Regions from separate parts of the Macaca mulatta genome. Here region 2 is linked to region 1. Evidence: chromatin contacts called from public Hi-C data. All regions are on one chromosome and are shown on one strand. Each heading gives the region's core, a stretch centred on a gene start, on an enhancer-like site or on the middle of the called end of the contact. The rest is flanking DNA. Distances are from core to core; before and after follow the strand shown. Region 1 holds the start of METAP1 (methionyl aminopeptidase 1). Region 2 holds the start of ADH5 (alcohol dehydrogenase 5 (class III), chi polypeptide).

What was found. A called contact is a pair of places that touch in the nucleus more often than the background predicts.
Region 2: a Hi-C map of cortical neurons shows a contact between it and region 1, with 5 times the contacts expected there. The contact joins the promoter of ADH5 here to the promoter of METAP1 in region 1. A contact is called at or near these places in 2 of 14 Hi-C or Micro-C datasets (cortical neurons and liver).

What each region holds. Positions count from the first base shown.
Region 1 is chr5:108,272,301-108,277,574 of T2T-MMU8v2.0, reverse strand. It overlaps METAP1 (methionyl aminopeptidase 1), which reads right to left and starts at 2,903. Exons shown (of 11, transcript NM_001261513.1): 1 at 2,719-2,903. The coding sequence starts at 2,832.
Region 2 is chr5:108,370,148-108,375,421 of T2T-MMU8v2.0, reverse strand. ADH5 (alcohol dehydrogenase 5 (class III), chi polypeptide) reads left to right here and starts at 2,083. Exons shown (of 9, transcript XM_001105718.5): 1 at 2,083-2,163. The coding sequence starts at 2,152. It overlaps LOC106998425 (a long non-coding RNA gene), which reads right to left and starts at 1,980. Exons shown (of 2, transcript XR_013417240.1): 1 at 1,759-1,980; 2 at 1-1,683.

The sequences.
Region 1 (5,274 bases), core at 1,654-4,153:
TTTTTGGTTTTTTGTGTTTTTTTCTTCTTGAGACGGAGTCTTGCTCTGTTGCCCAGGATAGAGTGCCGTGCAGTGGTGCAATCTCGGCTCACTGCAACCTCCAGCACCGAGGTTCAAGTGATTCTTGTGTCTCAGCCTCCTGAGTAGCTGGGACTACAGGCGTGTGCCACCACGTCCGGCTAATTTTTGTATTTTTTGTAGAGACACGGTTTTGACATGTTGCCCGGGCTGGTGTCAAACTCCTGACCTCAGGTGATCCACCCACCTAGGCGTCCCAAAGCGCTGAGATTACAGGCGTGAGCCACCATGCCTGGCCAAGCCCATATTTCATCACAGATGTATAAAGTGGCTTAGGATAAGTTACAGTGACTTGATCAAGTTCTCAAGATGGGATTGAGGAAACAGCTGTGATTTCAGAAGACAGGTGACATTTTGGAAAGGAAAGAATATAAACACAGCTTTTGGCTAGAGCAAGAGACTCAGAAGAGGGGCCCTGAATGTGGGGCTGGAATCCTGAAAGCAATGAGGGATATGCATAATCAGACTGCGGGAAAAACAACTTCTGTACAAAAGGTTTTGTTTGAGATAGGGTTTTTTGTGGGTGTCTGTTTGCAAGGGGAGGAATTACAGTAGAGAAATAAATTAAGAGACTACGACAACTGATTTGGCGGAAAATTTTAAAAGTTGACCCGAGGAGGTGGTAAGAGAAAAGAAGAAAAAGAGACAGTTGGGACAGCCACTCTGGGAATATTTGAGTGCATGTCTAACAGCGATACCAGAAATATACCTGCAGAATCCAACATGTAAACACCTCAAATCCTAATACACGGAATAAACCCTGAATGTTTTGTTTTCGCAAATGTGTCTAGCATTTTCCCACAAACCCCAATGATTCAACCTTCTTTCCACCTGTTTCATGAATGTGTGTTTCATGCTACCTTTTTAAAATCTTAACAGAAGAGGGTCAGAGATATTAACTCAAAATGCCACCTACTTTTAAAGTTATTCTACTCAGATGGTACACAAATGTCAAAAGCAAACACTGTTTCTTAAGTTCAGGTCCCACACAGGCCACAAAAGGATAGAATTTGGAAATTTTAAAGAATCTAAAGGACCTGTACTAGGTTTAACATGAGTAATGCTCAACATGTTAAACCTAGCACAGATCCTTTAGATTGTTGAGTAATGCTATTTTTAGATCAAGCAACACTCCTCCACGTGCAAGTTTTTCCAAATGATGCTAACAAGGTCAAGGATCATATCCTATCTAAAAACAAGACTATATAACACAGGTAAGACCTCTTGCAATGGCTTATCTACAAGTATTGTGACATAAAAATTGTATTTATTTATATCTTTACGTTTTTATATGTTTTATGTTGGAAAATACTTTTATTATTTGTACTGTGTTCATATGTCTGCCTTCACTCTTATTCATATTTTTATTTATGGCAGAGTTAAATTGTACTATAATCCTTGAAAAAATAAAAGGTCTTACATTATAACAGCATTTCACGTTCCTTGGATAATTTGGGTTTCAGAAGAAGCTTGTGAAACTTACTAAGAAAGCTATAATCATCCCCTCTGTACAGGGTAACACTGGAACTCAGAAAGATTAAGTAACTTTACTAATTCAAGATCGCACAGTAATTGGCAAGAGCAGGGCCCCAATCAGGCCTTCTCTTTATTCCTGCTCTCCTCCCCACAGGACACTACCAATTTAATATTTCAATATTCATGTGCCTCTCTTCAGTAAACCTGGACTGTAAGTAAGAGCCATACTATTGCCGCCCAGCCCTCACCCTGGGTCTCGAAATGCAGCAGCAACACTAGTCACTCTTCAGTAAACAGAAACACGAGCACGCGCTTCAGTCAGGACCCCATTCAACGCTGGGTTTGCTCTACTGCACAAAACTTACTAAAACACATTACAGCCTTCACGCCTAACCCTCAATGGAACTGTCCTTTTCACTCTGGGAAATTCAGTCACAGGTGACTCATCCCGTTAGCTTACAGCTTTGTAAATTAATAATTTTATATACCGAGGGAAAAGAACGAATTACACAGACCTCTCCATTCCCCACCCCCAAAGTTGCTTAAGTGTCAACGCACGGTAGTAAAGCACAAAGAAGTGGGGCTGGACCTACCTAGCGTTTCTCCCCTCTGTTCCTCCTCTCTGCTACTCCGACCGTCCTCCGGCCACCCATCTCTCAGAGACCGGCGGGTCGCTTCCACCCCCCACCCCGCAGGGATCCGACGGACGGCCCGGCAGCCTCCAGCGCCCAGACCCGAGCCCCGCCGGTGCCGCGGCTGTGGAGGCTCGCGACGCTCGGGCTGCCCTGTTTCACGGCGCCGCTACCTGCCCCCGGCAGCCCGCACACCTGGCGGCCCCAGCCCCAGCGCAAGGAACCAGCCCCAGAACGCGGAGGTCTAGCGCGGCCGCGCGACCCCACACGAGCCAGCTTCCGCCCCAGCCCACATGGCCGCGGCGGGCGGCGGCCCCCGCCCCCGCGTGAGCCCCGCGCGGCTCCCGAGGACCCGGGGACCCCAGGAGGCAGGAGGGGGCGGTGGCGACGCGGGTGGGGGGAGGAGGAAACGCGGCCGGGGGGAGGAGGAGGAGCGCGTCCCGACTCGCCGCAAGAGCGGGAGGAGCCAGCAAGGGAGAGGCGAAGAGGAGTCCCGCGGTGGCGGCAGATCCGCGGGGCAGCGGGCGTCTACCTGCGAGCAGAAGTACGAGCCCTGGATGCCCAGCTTGATGCAGGTGGGACACTGGAGCTTGGCCTCACTGCTGCAGCCGTCTGTCTCGCACACCCGCGTCTCCACGGCCGCCATGCTGCCTGCCCGCTGGAAGAGCGCCTCACCGAGGAAGAGGCGGCGGCGGGAGGGAAGAACGGCCGGGCGGAGGGGAGGGGAGAGAGACCGAGTCGGGGGAGGAGCAAGGCCTGCCGCCGGCCTGGGCGCGGAAGGGGGAGGAGCCCAGGGCCGACCGGGACCACGCAGCGCGCCCCGCCCCCGCCCCGCGCGCGCAGCTGGTGCCCCGCCCCGCCACCTTCGCCCCGCCCCCCGCCCGCCGCTCGCGGTGGCTGGGTGCCCAAGCTTCCTAGCGGCGCGCACGTGGGGGCTGTAAGGGAGCTCGGCAGGGCCCCTCCCATTCGGCGCCTTCGGGCGTCGGCCAGCGCAGAGCGCGACCTGCCGGCGCCTGGCTGTGAGGAGCCGCCCTCTCGCGGCGCACTCTCTGTGCCTACAGTCAGATAAGGCAGTTGTCCTCACTGACAAACACCCAAGAGCCCTGATCATCCCCGACACCCGCAGGCGGCTGGAGAGGGCGCTGCGCTCCTCTGCGTTGGTTCCCCCCGGACGCTCCTTGGAGAACAGTCCCCTGGGTTAAGTTCTATTTCTCAGTGACATTGTCAGGTCTGAGGCCTAAAGACCACCGCTCATTCGCAGAAAGGAGAGCAATAGAACTGTCAACGAGAAGCTGGGCTGGAATTCACATCTGCCCTCCCTCCTGCCCGAATTTTTTTTGCCACACCACCAACCCCCCTTCAAAAACGATAGCGCTAGTAATAGTAACACAACTATCAGGTATTCAATACAAATAATAATTGTTTGTATTATCCCAGTTGATTGCTTCCGCGGTAAATAGGGGAGAATTGTGCTGATCCTGAAATGTCAGAGTCGAAAGAAGCTGCGGAGGCCTTCCGCTGCGAACCTGTTGCCTCAATCTTTTCATCTGTATTCCAGGTCTGCCGTGTTGTAACTCATGCTTGAGTGCCTCCCTGTCACTAGGGAAGAGCGAAAAACTAGCATTTACTGATCACAAAAGGCTGTGAACTTTGTTATCTTACTGTATTTTTTTAGCTTCTCCGTACTTAATACACCAGAAAAGCTCATATTACTTTTATTTTTAAGAACTTTGTTTTGGCTAGGAGCAGTGGCTCACGCCTGTAATCAATCCCAGCACTTTGAGAGGCCAGGGCATCCAGGGCACCAAGGCCCGCGGATTCTTTGAGGCCAGGAGTTCGAGACCAGCGTGGAAATATGACAAAACCCCGTCTCTACAAAAACTAAAACTAAAAACTAAAAAATTAGCTGGGCGTGGCGGTAGGCACCTGTAGTCCCAGCTACTGAGGAGGCTGAGCCAGGAGGATCCGTTGAACCTGAGAAGTCAAGGATATGGTGAGCTATGATCCCGCCACTGCACTCCAGCCCAGACGACAGAGCAAGACCATGTCTCAAAAAAAAAAAAAAAAGAACTTAGTTTTGCAATATAAGCAGTACGAATGATGTAATAAAATCAAGGAGTAGAAATATTTACATGCATACGTACATACACTTTTGTATACAAGAAAACAGAAAAATCGGTATAAGTATGTATGTATATATAAAATATTTTTTAAATAAAAACTGTACCACACCACGTAAAGTAATTTACTTACCTGATTTATTCAGTTACTATGATGTGAACTTTTTGTTTGTTGTTTGGTTTTTCTTTGAGATAGCATCTCATTCTGTCAACCAGGCTGGAGTGCAGTGGTGTTCACAGCTAACTGCATCCTCAACATCCTGAGCTCAAGTGATGTTTCTGCCTCAGCCTCTGGAGTAGCTAGGACTACAGGTACACGCCACCTTGCCCAGCTAATTTTTCCGCTTTTTTGTAGAGACGGGGGTCTCACTGTGTTGCCCAGGCTGGTCTTGAACTCTTAAGCTGAAGTGATCCTGTCACCCCGCCTCCCAAAGTGCTGAGATTACTGGCATAAGACACTGCACACATTCGTTATTGCCATCAATTATACTTTTACCACATAATTTTAATGTCTGTATAATATTCTATTGTATGGGTAATTTACTGGACTAAATCCACTAATAATAGATATATAGGTTATTTTAAATTGTTATCTATCATAAACAAGGTTTCAGTGACTATCCATTTAGCTAAAACTTTACATACATCCTTATTTACTTAGGATATATTCTTTATTTTTTTTTTAATAGCGACAGGGTCTCCCTATGTTGCCCAGGGTAGTCTCGAACTCCTGGTCTCAAGCCATCCACCCGCCTTGGCCTCCCAAAGTGCTGGGATGAGCAGGCATGCAGCCTGCATGCAGGCGTGAGGTGAGGAGGCCTTCAGATATAGTCTTAAAAGTGGAATTGCCACGTTAAGAGTTTTCACTGTCTTTTACTCTTTATATAGTTTGCCATACTTTTACATATCTCAGTGTAACTCTCTACAAAGCATTTATCATTTAAAAAGGAAAAATAGTAACTTTAAAG
Region 2 (5,274 bases), core at 834-3,333, 99 kb before region 1:
ACCAGAAACCTGAAGTCTTGTCTATTATTGTTAAACAAGGTACTACAAAAATGCAAGTGTCTCTTTCCAGAAAATAGACAGTATATCTGCAATAGGGAAAAGAAAACTAACTCTCTGCCAAAACTCTTTTTTTCCTCACTAGAAACTGCTTGCTGCATTCCAAGCAGAAGTATTGGCATACACAAAGGCCTGGAATCAAGAAAAAGCATAGTCCTTTTAAGGAACTACAAATGTTCCTTAAAGGTTGGTGTGAAATTTGGCAGAAGAGCAGGAAATAAGGATAGAGACATATACAGAATGAAGTAATTCAGGCCCTGACTGGCCTAAAGACTTTGGATTTTATCCATTTGTTCTCCCTTGAATATTTTTAAATAGAAGAATGGTATTTGTTTATAGCCTACATCATTCAAAAATTATTGAAGGAAATTAGGAAATGGCATTGATTGATGTTACGTTTTGATTAGTGTTACGCCACTAACAGGGCTTTCAAGTATCAGATTCAAGGGCCTGGCATCAAAGAAATCAGATGGGCGGATCTTTCAGTAATCCTGGAAGAAATTATGAAAGCCTGAACTAACGCAGCAGCAGTGGGGAGAGAGGGGCACAAGACCAGATAGATATTTAGGGTTTGGTGACAAACTGAATGCAGGGACTGAGGGAGAGGGAGAAGTTGACTCTCATGTTTCTGGCTGGGGCAAGTACGTGAAGAGTGTCAACACACAGAGGGAAGAGTCCCTTTAAGGAGAAAATATTAATATGAGTTTTAGGAGTTGCATTCGATTGTGAGATATCCTAATGCAGACAGAAATCCAGTCCAAGTCTGGAGTTTAGGGGGGCCATCCTGGCTGGAGATAATAATCTGGTAGTCATCTTTCCATAAATAGAAGTTAAAAGCCATAGTGTGAGTGAGAGAGTGGAGTGAAGGAATGGAAAGACTTTGGACATAATCTTACCATATGTACCCAGGAAAAAAGCCATGAAAAAGACTGAAAAACAGACAGAGAAGAGCAGTGTGTCTGATAGAGCTATTTTAACAAAATCCAGCATTTACAACAGAGTTTAAGAGTAAACCGGCAGGCCAGGTGCAGTGGCTCATGCCTGTAATACCAGCACTTTGGGAGGCTGAGGTGGGCGAATCACTTGAGGTTAGGAGTTCGAGATCAGCCTGGCCAACATGGTGAGACCACCCCCCGCCCCCCGGACCCCACTCCCCATTTCTACTAAAAATACAAAATTGAGCCAGCGTGGTGGCGTCTGCCTGTAATCCCAGCTACTCAGGTCGCTGAGGCACGAGAATCGCTTGAATCTAGGAGGCGGAGGTTGCAGTGACCCGAGATCGCACCACTGCACTCCGGCCTGGGCGACAGAGCGAGACTCTGTCTCAAACAAAGTGTAAACCGGCAAAAATACTCCATTCTCTCTCTCTACACTCTGGCCCACTCTCAACACATCAAACTGTCCAGGATCAGGAGACGTTTTGTTCCCCTCATCTCCTCCTTCCAACTCTGCCCACGTTCTACTGTCTCCCCAAAATCCTACCTACCCTTCAGGAACTGCTGGAATGGGAGCTTGGGAAGTTTTCAGCAAACGCCTCTGTCTTTCTTTGTGGCCCCTTTATTCCCACAGCTCTGTGTCCTCTCCCTATGGCGAGTCCCTTGAGGGGCTGTATCTTACTCCTTGTGTCTGCAAGCACACATAATGCGTATTAGAGGAGGAAGCATTTGCCAGTGGAGCACAAAGCTGTTGCAGGTCTCTTACTGGTTCTCAGGCGCTATCAGTGAAATTCCCGTTCCCTCACCGTCTACATCTGTAATTTGCAAGCCTCATCTACGATAACTGGTGTAAAGTTACACAGGGGAGCCCTTTCCGGACAAAGAAACAAGTTCTGCAATAAGGCTGTCGGATTTTAGCCACGAAACCGGCGCCGCACAGCCTCGCCAGCGAGTGCACCCAGGAATCTACAAACTAGGGGCACGCACCACAGCTCGAGCACCGCCCTTCCGGTCGACGCCATTGCAAGCCCGCCCCCACGCTCCGCCCCCTCGCTAGGCGCTCGCCACGCCCACGCCGCGGTCGCCGCGCAGCCCAGTCGGAACATCAGCTCAGCCCAGTCGGAACATCCGCACCCCATGCTGACCAAAACCCGTGGACATGGCGAACCAGGTAGCGCCCGCTGAGCGGAGGGCCCTGAGTACTAGGGAGGGACTGCATGGCATGGGACCAGGCTGCTGTCCTCGGGGACGCGCGAGGCTCGGCCCAGGACGGGATCTGGCTCCTGGTTCTGAAACTGGGCCCCGGCGAGCGGCTCAGCAGGGCAGAAAGAGAAGGAAGCTTTGTCTCGGCTCTTCAGTTGGGAAGCAGCTTTCTTTGCTGCTTCTGGGACAACCGGAACGGGGTGGGGGTGGGAGAGCCGGAGAGTGGGGGGCAGGGGCTGGTCAGGACGGTATCCCAGTGGAAATGGCTTAGGAGCGGCCACGCATTGCTTCTTACACGAAGTTAAGTAACTCACTCTGGGTCATTCTTGCAGCTTGCATACTTGGCAGAGCTGCAGCCAGAGCCCGTGCTCCTAACTCCTAGGTTGCTTGTGTTTCATAATTGAGCCTACGCCTTAATTATTGTGCCTCCAAGGAGTGTATTTTGGAAAGACCCCTACGTCCCTTTCAGAAACGTTTTCGAGCGCTTGAACACCAAGAGATTTATCTTCCCTCTAGTCCTCACATAACAAACACCTCCGCGAGATGGGGACATCTTATCAAAAACTGTGATTTGAGGTCGGTTGTGATGGCGGACTGGGATTCCGACCCAGGTCTGCTCCTCTCTGACCAGTTCATAAAATACACATTAGACAGTAAAGAAAGGCAGAAATTACGAATAAATAGTCTAAAATTGCTGATTATTTTAATGCTTTGCAAATTTGGACATTTTCTAGTAAGACATATGGCCTTAACATATTGGAGTTTGAAAGAAACTCTAAACAGTCTTTCAGACTTAAACTGGTAGTTGCTCTTCCTTATTGCTGAGTGTCTTTGTTCACAGAATGTGAAAGATTGTAATTGTTACTATAGTTCAAATGTTGAAGTAGTGCCATTTCCCGCGGATTTAGAGTGGGACTTTGTTTTGCTTAGAATTGTCAGTAAAAAGGAAAGGTTAGGCTCCTGTAAGACATTTTTTAAAGGGGAGCAGGCCATCAAATTTAGTATTCTTGTCTCTTTGGATTTTTAGGTTGCATAACTTAATTGTTAGTATTCTGAATCTGACTTGTGGAGTTGAAATTTATGGCACATTGAAGTGAAAAAGATTCTAATGCATTGTCTGATTCTTTGTACTATAAGATTTAATATCTGCAATTTACTTTTAAAAAACGATCATTTCCAGCCTCACCAATTTACAGAGGCCATTCTTTTTTCCTTTTTTTTTTTTTTTTTTTTTTCCAGTTCAGATGGAGTTTCACTCTTTGTTGCCCAGGCTGGAGTGCAGTGGCTCGATCTTGGCTCACTGCAACCTCCGCCTCCCGGGTTCAAGCAATTCTCCTGTCTCAGCTTCCCGAGTAGCTGGGATTACAGGCGCCCGCCACCATGCCCGGCTAAGTTTTGTATTTTTAGTAGAGACGGGAGTTTCGCCGTGTTGGCCAGGCTGGTCTCGAACTCCTCACCTCAGGTGATCCACCCATCTCGGCCTCCCAGAGTGTTGGGATTACAGGTGTGAGCCACCGCGCCCGGCCTACAGAGGCCATTCTTTTTATCTCTATCTAGTTCACCTCTCCTTTTCCTCAACCGTTTGTTCTATTGCTGTCAATAACTACTAACTTACTTTGCAAAGCTATGCTGCTCCAAGAATTGTGTTAGGGACTTCATATTCATATTCATTCCTTTTTTTTTTTTTTTTTTTGAGCTCTGTCGCCCAGGCTGGAGTGCAGTGGTGCGATCTAGGCCTCAGCCTCCCCAGTAGCTGGGACTACAGGCACCCGCCACCTCGCCCGGTTAATTTTTTGTATTTTTAGTAGAGACTGGGTTTCACCTAGCCAGGATGGTCTCGATCTCCTGACCTCATGATCCACCCACCTCAGCCTCCCAAAGTACTGGGATTACAGGCGACTTGAGCCACCACGCCCGGCCAGGGACTTCGTATTCATTCTTACTCAGTCCTCACAATCACCCTATATATAGGTGTTTTATCACCATTTATAATTACTTTTTCCTCATCCTTCAGTATCCAGGTTAGAAGTGAAGCTCTCCCAAACCAAGCAGTTACGCTCTTAATCTACTTTTTTTGCTTTCTGTATTACTTTGTGCCTGTCTCTTTAAATCACACGCTTTGTAATTATTAACTTTAAAATCTGTCTCCTGTAAACCCAGTGGTTTACAACCTTTAGTCTGTCAACGCATTTCTCAAGTGTAATGTAAACTAATCAGGACCTTTCTCATTACGTGTGGTTCTCTGGTTGTGGAGGGTATACTGACTATAATCTCTAAAGCAGCTCTGTGTGCTATAGATACATTAGTCACTTGTGTAATTTAAAATTTTTCAGTAGCCACATTAAAAAGGAAAAAGTGAAGTTTTAATAGTTTATAACATAAATAATGTTACTTAACATAATCAAAATACCATTTCAACATGTAAGCAGTATTTTTAAAAATACTGTTAATGAGTATTTTTACTTTTCTTTGAACTAAGTGTTCAAAGTCCAGCTATATTTATAGCATATTTCTGTTTTCTTTTTTTGTTTGTTTTTTTGTTTGTTTGTTTGTTTTGTTTGAGATGATGTCTCGCTCTGTTGCCCAGGCTGGAGTGCAGTGGGACAATCTTGGCTCACTGCAGTCTCCACCTCCCAGGTTCAAGCCGTTCTCCTGCCTCAGCCTCCTGAGTAGCTAGGACCACACAGATGTGCACCACCATGCCCAGCTAATTTTTGTATTTTTGTAGAGATGAGGTTTCACCATGCTGGCCAGTTTGGTCTTGAACTCCTGACCTCATGATCTGCCTGCCTCAGCCTCCCACAGTGCTGAGATTACAGGCGTGAGCTACCATGCCCAGCCTGTGGTCATTTTCTAAGTGCAGGTGGCTGCTGTATTGGCCGGTGCGGTTACAAGGGATATAGCTCCTCATTGTTACATTCCTAATCCTCCTTCCCACCCTGCAGTTTTGCACCAAACCAGTGGTATTCAGAACAGCCTGATCAAAAGAATTTATTCCGGCACATGTTAAGCATACAGATTTCTCGGACACCATGCCAGATCTGCTGAATCAGATTCTCTCAGAACTTGTGTTCTTAAC